2 separate regions of the Canis lupus genome follow, and region 1 is linked to region 2. Evidence: chromatin contacts called from public Hi-C data. All regions are on one chromosome and are shown on one strand. Each heading gives the region's core, a stretch centred on a gene start, on an enhancer-like site or on the middle of the called end of the contact. The rest is flanking DNA. Distances are from core to core; before and after follow the strand shown. Region 1 has its middle 53 kb from the start of SMG1. Region 2 holds the start of COQ7 (5-demethoxyubiquinone hydroxylase, mitochondrial).

Evidence for each region. Hi-C and Micro-C count contacts between places; a contact is called where the count stands out from the background.
Region 1: a contact with region 2 is called in a Hi-C map of skin fibroblasts, with 3 times the contacts expected there. The contact joins the enhancer-like site here to the promoter of COQ7 in region 2. A contact is called at or near these places in 5 of 9 Hi-C or Micro-C datasets (amygdala, blood and skin fibroblasts).

What each region holds. Positions count from the first base shown.
Region 1 is chr6:26,387,270-26,391,740 of UU_Cfam_GSD_1.0, forward strand. No RefSeq gene overlaps it. Among named protein-coding and RNA genes, the nearest start is that of SMG1, 53 kb to the right of the region's middle. Within about 2 kb of position 2,687, at least 8 of the 20 cell types and tissues checked have an H3K27ac peak or open chromatin away from gene starts, as enhancers often do. A contact at or near this core is called in blood, where this site is marked.
Region 2 is chr6:26,148,664-26,153,355 of UU_Cfam_GSD_1.0, forward strand. COQ7 (5-demethoxyubiquinone hydroxylase, mitochondrial) reads left to right here and starts at 3,094. Exons shown (of 6, transcript XM_038540239.1): 1 at 3,094-3,252. The coding sequence starts at 3,180. The region is part of intron 16 of TMC7 (transmembrane channel-like protein 7); the gene reads left to right.

The sequences.
Region 1 (4,471 bases), core at 1,437-3,936, 240 kb after region 2:
GACCTGAGCCAAAATCAAGAGTGGGCCACCTAACTGACTGAGCCACTCAGACACCCCTAAGCACTTTTTGTATGCCAAGGAATATGCTGTATGTAGTATTATGTCTCAACAATCTTAGAAGATAGGTAATTTCTTGTCTCCAATTTTCAAATGAAAAAAACTAAGGTTTATCAAAAATGAAGCAATTTGCCCAAGGTCAAACTGCCAGGAAGTGCCCAAGTTTGGAATCAAGCTTAGATTTCTTTGACTCCAGAGTTTAAGCTGGTACTTAATGGCTGAACTAACCTCATCTACATGATTTTCTCTAAACACATCCCTAGTTCATTATGATTTCTTTGAAAACGCCATTTCTAATGACTACATTATTTTCACATTATGGATGTAGTATAATTTAATTCCCAAGTGTTGAATATTTCAGATATTCTCAATATATGCCATTATGAATGACATTTTGTTCTAAATCTAAATCAGCAAACTATAGCTTTGCAAGCCAAATCTGGCCCACCATCTATTTTTGTAAATAAAGTTTTATTGGAACACGGCCACATGCATTCATTTACATATTGCCTAAGGCTACTCTCTGCAGAGTTGAGTAGTTGTGACAGAGACTGTATGTCCTACAGAGCCACAAATATGTACAATCTGGTTCTTTACAGAAAACGTTGAGGGCACTTGGGTGGCTCAGTTGGTTAAGCGTCTGCCTTCAGCTGAGCACAGGATCCCAGGGTACTGGGGTTGAGCCCCACCTCGGGCTCCCTGCTCAGCAGAAAGCCAGCTTCTCCCCCTACTTGCTTATGCCTTCTCTCTTTCTCTGTCTCTGTGTCAAATAAACAAAATCTTTTAAAAAAGAGAAGGTTTGACAACCCATATTCTAAATATTTGTGTCACTGATTATATTTTAAGATAAACATATAGAATAAGAGTCGGGCTAAATTGCTTTCCAGAAAATTGGTCCTGAACAACTTTGCCACTAGCAGTTTATCTGAAGGGTCCATTTCCCATACCTTCCACCTTTGCCAGCACTGGCCTTTATGCAAAGAGATGCAAGGTATTCCACTGTTCTAGGCACCAGAGAGAGCAGTGACCAGAACGTGCAAGTCGGTGCCCTCATGGAGCTTGCAATATTCTAAAGGGGTGAGGACATATAAAAAAAAAAAACACCTGCCAAGTAAACCTATTATTTGTCAGACTGTAAATAAGGTGCTGCGCTGAAGACAAAAGTGGTAAAGAGAACAGTGACTCTGAGGAGGTTGACGTGGGGGGGCGGGGGGGGGGGGCTCAAGGGGAGATCAACCACTTGTCACTGATAAGATGATATTGAGGCAGGGAATCCCTGGGTGGCTCAGCGGTTTAGCGCCTGCCTTTGGCCCAGGGCGTGATCCTGGAGTCCTGGGATTGAGTCCCTGCGTGGAGTCTGCTTCTCCCTCTGCCTGTGCCTCTGCCTCTCTCTGTTTCATGAATAAATAGATAAATAAAATATATTAAAAAAAAAAAAAAAGATGATATTGAGGCAGAGTGGAAGGAAGGGTATCCCGGATAGAGAAGAAAAATATACTGAACGTGGTGTTTTCAGAATTTACAGAGGAAGCTTTTCTTTTTCCTCCCCTCTACTCCCCTTCCCTCTTTCCTTTCCTTTCCTTTTTTCTCTTTTCTTTTTTCTTTTCTTTCTTTCCTCTTTCCTTTCCTTTCTTTTCTTTCTTTTTTTTTTTCTTTTTGGAAGTATATATATATTTTTTGGAAGTATTTTTAACTCCACAGTAGCATTGTGCAGTGGCATAACTTCATGGAGCCCTGTAAGTCAGAAGTCATTTCTATTTCACTCTGAAGTCCCTCATTCTTGGGCAGCAGCAGCTGATTTGCTTCGAGATTAGGTTATGCTAAAGCTAAAACCGAAATTAGTTTTCATCTCCTAAGTAAACAGCAGCTGGCAGTACATTTGGGGGTGGAGAGCAGCCCGAATGAGCTGGGTAAAAGAAAAGAACCACCAGGGATTTTGTATTTTCTGGGGGAAGGACAGGCAGGGATCGGTGGCTGCAGGAGATACTGCACAAAACACGCTGGGGTGGGGTGTTTCCCTAAAGCACAAGAAACCCTGCTGTCATCTAAGCTACTTCCCCTTTTCTCATCCCTCTCATTCATTCAATCACCAAATCCTGTTACGTCCGCCTCAAGGAGAGCTCTTGATTTTGGAGCCTCATCTCGCTCCCCCTTATCGCTGCTGATCCGGGAGGGCTACTCGCCCCTTATAACTCCTCTCCAGCCTTCTTCCTTCCTGACCACATGGTCATCCAAAAGAAAGACTACATTTCCCGGCCTCCTTTGCCGCCGGCGTGGTCACGTGACCACGTCCCGACCTATCATATGTGACCAGATGATTGCGCGCAGTTTCCAGGTTGGGATCGTAAAGTGGCCGCTGTGGTGGAGAATTCGAAATAGGAAGGTCGAAGAGCACTGGGTTCTCAAACCTCTCGCGCACGATTCTAACCCCAGACTTCCAAAAAAAAAAAAAAAAAAGATAGAAATGAACATCTTATTCTAGCACCGTCCTCAATGGCCACTTTATCATTTACATAGCAATGTGCCCAGATGGGGGCCTGCAAAAACATGTAAATATACAAGGATATTTGCTGCTGCACTATTGTAATTAAAAAGAAATAGCAGGGGCACCGGTCTGGCTCTTGATCTCCATATCCTTAGTGCAAGCCCCAACTTGGGCAAAGAGCTTCCGTTAAAAAAAATAGCAGGGGCACCTGGGTGGCTCAGTGCTTGAGCATCTGCCTTTGGCTCAGGTCATGATCCCAGGGTCCTGGGATCGAGGCCTGCATCGGGCTCCCTGCATGGAGCCTGCTCCTTCCTCTGCCTATGTCTCTGCCTCTCTCTGTGTGTCTCTCATGAATAAATAAATAAAATATTTTAAAAAGGGGGAGGGGGGCTTGAGGAAGAAGCAAAGTGCCAAGCCGCACATAAAATTGTGATCCCAATTGGGGGAGGGGGAGATGGTGACATGCTTGTATATGCATATAGGAAAATGGAAAATTCTGGAATTTTATGAAATACCCAAGCGATCCCACCTAGGATGTGCGAAAGCACGTGGGGGGAAACTGACTTTTCCTACTCAGATAATTCAGAACTACTTGAGAGTGTAACCATAATCATAATTAATTTATTTTTTTTTCATAATTAATTTATAATGACCATGTTTAACGTGGGATGACCTAGACAGCCCTCCCTGCACCCCAAGTGGCACATGCTGAGATAGACTTTCCGGTTTGAGTGTGAATGAATTTGCACACCTACCTTGTGCAACTGAAATGGACCGTTCCTGCTTGTGATAGGGAACAGGAGGGCAATTGTCCGTCCTTCCGCACGTGGCCAGGAGAGGGCGCGCCAGAGTAGCCCAACCCGCCGAGGACCCGGGAGGCCCCCAGGGAACTATTCCTGAGCAAAAAAACCATTTGTTTTCAAAAGGCTGATAGGGGTCCCCACAGGGTGTTCACACTCGGTCTCCTCATAAGTAAACGACGTAATTGCAATTTAATTTCTTCCAAATTGCATGAACAATTAAAGAGAAATTACTCCCTTCGCTCTTTCTTTCTTTCTTTTTTTTTTTTTTGCAATAGGCTCCTGGTAATTTCAGCAATTTAATGAAGTCCTCTGTGGGGGAAACAATTGGATTCCAATGACTTTCTCCCTGGAGCTCGACCCCTGGGTAGGATCTGCCTTCTCCATCTATTTTTGATTTACTGTGAATCTCCCAACATCTTAATGCATCGTTTTGCCTTTGTTGTCAGTTAATAAATAACCTCCTTCCTGAGAATTAGGCATATAAATGTCTCTCTGTGGCCATCATGATTCATTTCTTCAAGTTCAAAAGGCAGAAAATAGAAAGCTTTTCTCTGGTTCCTCCCTTCCTCCCTTACAGTGCCTTCTACCATAATTGCTTCTCTGGTCATTCATTCTTTTGATCTCAGATCTACAAGTCTTTTAGCAATGCCTATTAGTATCAGGGAGGATGGAAATTAGTAACACCTGGCCCACCTTTCCTTCCTCCATTCTAGGCCCTGGGGAAAAAAAGGGGGGGAGGGGTAGACAAAAACAAAAAACAAAAACCCTGCCCTATGTCCCAGACACCAAAAGATAGGAACACCCAAATGTCCGCAAATGAATGGATAAATAAAATGTGGCTAATCCATACCATGGAATATTATTCACCCATAAAAAGAACTGAAGTACTGATCCATACAACAGAGTGGTTAATCTCAAAAACATGTTAAGAGGCCAGACACATGTGGGAGGACTTCGTTTGTATGAAGTGTTCAGAATAGCCAAACCCACGAGACAGAACATAGATGAGTGATTGCCAGGTGTGAGCTAGAGGGGATAATGGGAAGGATTGCTTCCCCGGTACCCGAGTCTCCTTTTGGTGATGAAAATGTCTTAGAACTAGAGAGGGATGATGCTTGGAAAACAT
Region 2 (4,692 bases), core at 1,844-4,343:
GAACTATTTAATGCAATCACCAGATGAGTGCTTTTAAGACTCCTTGACTCCAAGGAGGAGTCTATGTGTGTTTTATACTAAAAAGACATAGGTTGGGGCGCCTGGGTGGCTCAGTAGTTGAACATCTGCCTTTGGCTCCTGTCATGATCCTGGGGTCCTGGGATCAAATCCCTGATCGGGCTCCCTGCAGGGAGCCTGCTTCTCCTTCTGCCTATGTCTCTGCCTTTCTGTCTCTCATGAATAAATAAATAAAATCTTTAAAAAAAAAGAGAGAAAAGATATAAATTATTTCAAGCACTCCCCTTCCCACCCCCTATCTCCTTAGAGGGAGCCACTGCTAATGTTTATTCTCCCAGAAAATTATAATACATATTCAAATAGATCCATGTATGTGGTTGAATATATGAAGTATATATTTTTGAGCTTCTCTTTTTTTTTTTCTTATAGCATCTTAAAGATCTTTCCATATAAATAGTCACTTCATTCTTTTTAATAGCTACACAGCATTCCACCGTATCAGGGTATACTTCCATAAGGGTTAGCTCCTTTTTTTTTTTTAAGATTTTATTTATTCATGAGAGACACAGCGAGAGGCAGAGACACAGGCAGAGGGAGAATCAGGCTCCATGCAGGGACCCCAATGCAGGACTCGATCCAAGGGCCCCAGGATCACGACCTGAGCTGAAGGCAGATGCTCAACCACTGAGCCACCCAGGTGCCCCAAGGGTTAGCTCCTTGCTAGGCTAGATACTTGGTTCAGCTCACCAACACTGATCCCCATCCATCATCCTGTTACAAACTCGAGGAGCTGGAATCTTAAAAGTCCCTGCAAGCATGTCTCTATTTCTCTGTTCTGCCTTTTTCTCCTAAAGAACAGGTTCTTGTTCTCTATCAAAGCAGGATTCCATATTCTTGAAATCACAAAATATTCTCATCCCAGTGAAGAGCAGAAGTCAATTAGGCAAGTTTTTAGTTTGCATTAACTCTTAAGTGGCAATATCTGATTGCAGCTACTCATGAGTAAATAATGATGGAAAAAGGTATGGGTTTTGCCAGAGTGGAGCTGCAAGGTCTAATCCCTGGGAAGATAGGACTTCTGAATGTGTCTTCTTTACATACGGTATGACTTTATTAGTAAATTCCATCTGGTGTATTTTCTCTCCAATGCATAGGGTGCTTGGGACCTGGCATGGCTTTGCTACTTAATTGTATAATTTTGTACAGGTGTCTTCACCTTTCTCGGATAAAATTTCCTTATCTTTAAATGGAAAATAAAACATATATTTACTTTTATTTTTGAGAATGGAGTTAGGGACTAATATGCTTTTTCTTTGTGAAATTTTGTTTTCTCATTATAAAAATACTTGTTGGTTTTTTTTTTTAATTAGAGAGATAGAGAGACCACATGAATGGTGGGGGTGGGGGGAGAAGCAGACTACCCACTTAAGGGAGTTAGACTGGGGCTCAATCCCAGGACCCTGAGATCATGACCTGAGCCGAAGGCAGCTGCTTAACTGACTGAGCCACCCAGGCACCCTATTCCCAAATTCTTTTTAAGATATCACAGAGGGAGGGAGGATGGGATGAAAAGAAAGAAAAAAATGTTGGTATTCTCATTTCTTTTTCACTTACTGTGTTTTTCAAAAGTTCTTTATAAGCATTTCAATTGGCTACATAATATAATATCCAGATGGGTCATAATTTTTAACATTCCTTTGCTGCTTAACATTTTGTTTTCAAATTTTCCTGACAATAACTGTGACTTCTATAAATTTTTATTAACTTTTTTTTCTTCTTAGGAGCAGAGACCTAGAAGTGAGATTACAACAAAGGTTTAGAAAGAACATTTGAAAAAAAAAAAAAAACATTTGAAGGCCTTTGAGAGGTTTATACTCTCAGTATAAAGTGAGAATGTTATATCATCCTCACTTTCACTAAGAATTTAGGTTTAAGAAACTATAATTCACCATAATTTAAAATTATTGTAGTTTGTTAAAATAAATAAACAAATAAATAAATAAAATTATTGTAGTTTGTTAGAGTAGTTTGAAAGCAACTAGCACCTCAATTATTTTATAGTATATATTAAATGTTTTATAGTAACTTGGAAAAAATATATAATCCAAGGGTGTAAAGCAGAAAGTGAAAGCCCCCTTCTCACAATCCCAACCTTTTAAAGTTACCAATATTAAATGCTTTGTTATATATCCTCCCAGGTATGCATCTTTGATTTTTTTTCCCTTCTCATATATCCTACATTTGAAAAATTATTCCTATTAGATAGATCCCTTAAAGTAAGTAGGGCTGTTGTATCATGGGATTTGTGTTATTTTTTAAATATCCAATAAAAATATTTTCATAGGACTTTTTCGTTAGTTTTAGAATCACAGCAAAATTGAGAGGAAGGTAGAGATGCCGGTACGCTCTTGGCCCCCACACATGCATGGCCACCCCCATTCTCCATATCCTCCACCAGAATGGCACATGTGTTAGAGGTGATGAGCCTACACGCACGCACTGGGTATTCACGTTAGGATCCGCGTCGCTGGATCTCCTCTCCATTACCCTGCATACCACCCCAAACCATCTGCACCGATACGGATGCATACCAAGAATAAAGCGAAAACAAACAAAAAATCAATGTTCTCTGTACGAACCCTAAAACTAGAGAAAACGACAAAATTTAAATCGGCTGTTAGCCCCACCACGGACACTACTGACCATGTGGTGAATTTAATTTCATTCCGCAATTTCTACTTTTTAAAATTTCTGCTATTTTAAAGTCGATGTAGGATACATAGAGGAAACTCTCCTTCCATGTTAGTAATGGAAAAAAAATACAGTGGCTGCGCCAATAAAGAATCCCTTCGTGATCCTTTTCCCCCAGAATTTACATCGGGGCAGGATCTTGGGAAGAGCCATGTAGCATCCTCATCTCCCTAGCAACCCAAGTCTCTTACACAATCGTCGTGGTCCTGAGTGATTGATGGTGGTCGCATCCAATACCGTCTTCTCACTTGCCCTTTCCAACCAATCAAATGGAAGTAGCGGCCTAGGGGGCGTTCCCACCGGTGCAACTGGGGGGCAGTGTCGCTCTGACGCCTGCTGTGCGTCATCAGTCTGCGCTCAACACACGTTTCGCCCGCTCCGCGCCGGGGAGCGGTTACCTTGTCGCAACAATGAGCTGCGCCGCGCGGGCGGCGGTCCGCTCCCTGTGGCGGCTGCGCGCGGGCACCCTGCGGCCTCTCACAGGTAAAAGAGGAGCGCGGACGCGGATGCGCGGGAAATCGGCGGGCCAGGGAATTCGTCGGTGTCCTGGGCCGAAGAGGTCACGGGGGCCGACGTTCGTCAACGTCATCCGGCTGCGACGGAGGCGTGAACCTGAGGGCGCTGATAGGCGGGGCGGGAGGGGCGTGGCGTTCCGCCGGGACGCTTGGGCGGCGCGTTGGGCGATGACGTCATTGTGTACCTGTGCTGGGCGGTCCTTGCGGTGGCGGTCGGCGTTCCGGGCGGAGGACAGGTGGCGACCTGGAAAGTGCAGAGTCCGCGTTGCGGTCGTGCGGCCGGCGGCGTGGGCTTGGTAGAAGCGTAGGTTCAAAGGTCGCACCCCTGACCTACGGGGTCCCCTTGTCTGCATTTTAACAAGACCCTCGAATGACTTGCTTGCTCTCTAAAGCTAGAGAAGCACCAGGGGGGTGGAGGAAGCTTAGAATTCGGATTAGGGAGATGGGTTAGGATCTCCGGTCCTTCTCCAACCTTTTTTTTTTTTTTTTCCATTAGAGCTGCCCCAGAAAATTGTTGTGAGGTCTTTTTCTCAAATTTAAATCATGTGTGTACCACCTAAAGATTTTTTTTTAAAGATTTTATTTATTTATTTTTTTGTAAATTTATTTTTTATTGGTGTTCAATTTGCCAACATACAGAATAACACCCAGTGCTCATCCCGTCAAGTGCCCCCCTCAGTGCCCGTCACCCAGTCACCCCCACCCCCCAAGGATTTTTTTTCTTTTTTTGCCTTTTAGCAATACCATTTGTACTTTTGATTACTAGATGTGCTTTTTCTACGACGGTGTTCCGTTTTCAAATTCAGTAATTTCATGGAAACGGAATCCTTATGGTAAAGACGGAAAACCAGTATTGCCTGCCCCTAACAGAGTAATCAAAAAAATAAATGCTCTGGAAACAAGTATTAGGAAGGTATTTGTAAACTGAGACATTCTGTTTGATGAAATCAAAAAGATTGCAAAGGAATTTAGAAGAAAGTAACTCTTACTACATGGGTGTATTTAATGCATGTTCGTAAATCACTTAATATCTTCCGATATACCGCTCAAAATCTAGGTACCATCATTGTTAGGTGTTTCACCCTTTGGGAAGGCACTAACATGATATAATGCATTTGAGAGCTTTTAGCACTGAGCCCCAACTTTATTTTTACTCAATTTTAAGATGTGTGACAATGCAGGCAAAACTCAGGATTGTTAAACGTGACTTTTAACGTTCTTTTGTTGAGCCAGTGAGCGTAACAGAATAAGAGTCCCTGTTTTTCATTTATAAAGTTACTTTGCTTCCTGTATCTCATTTTATCGTTATAACTCAGTAAGAAAGGTGTTACTATTGTATGTCTCCTTAGGAAGGAAATAACCTGATGATTATTGCCAATTTTATATATAAGAAATGGTGATTCTGATT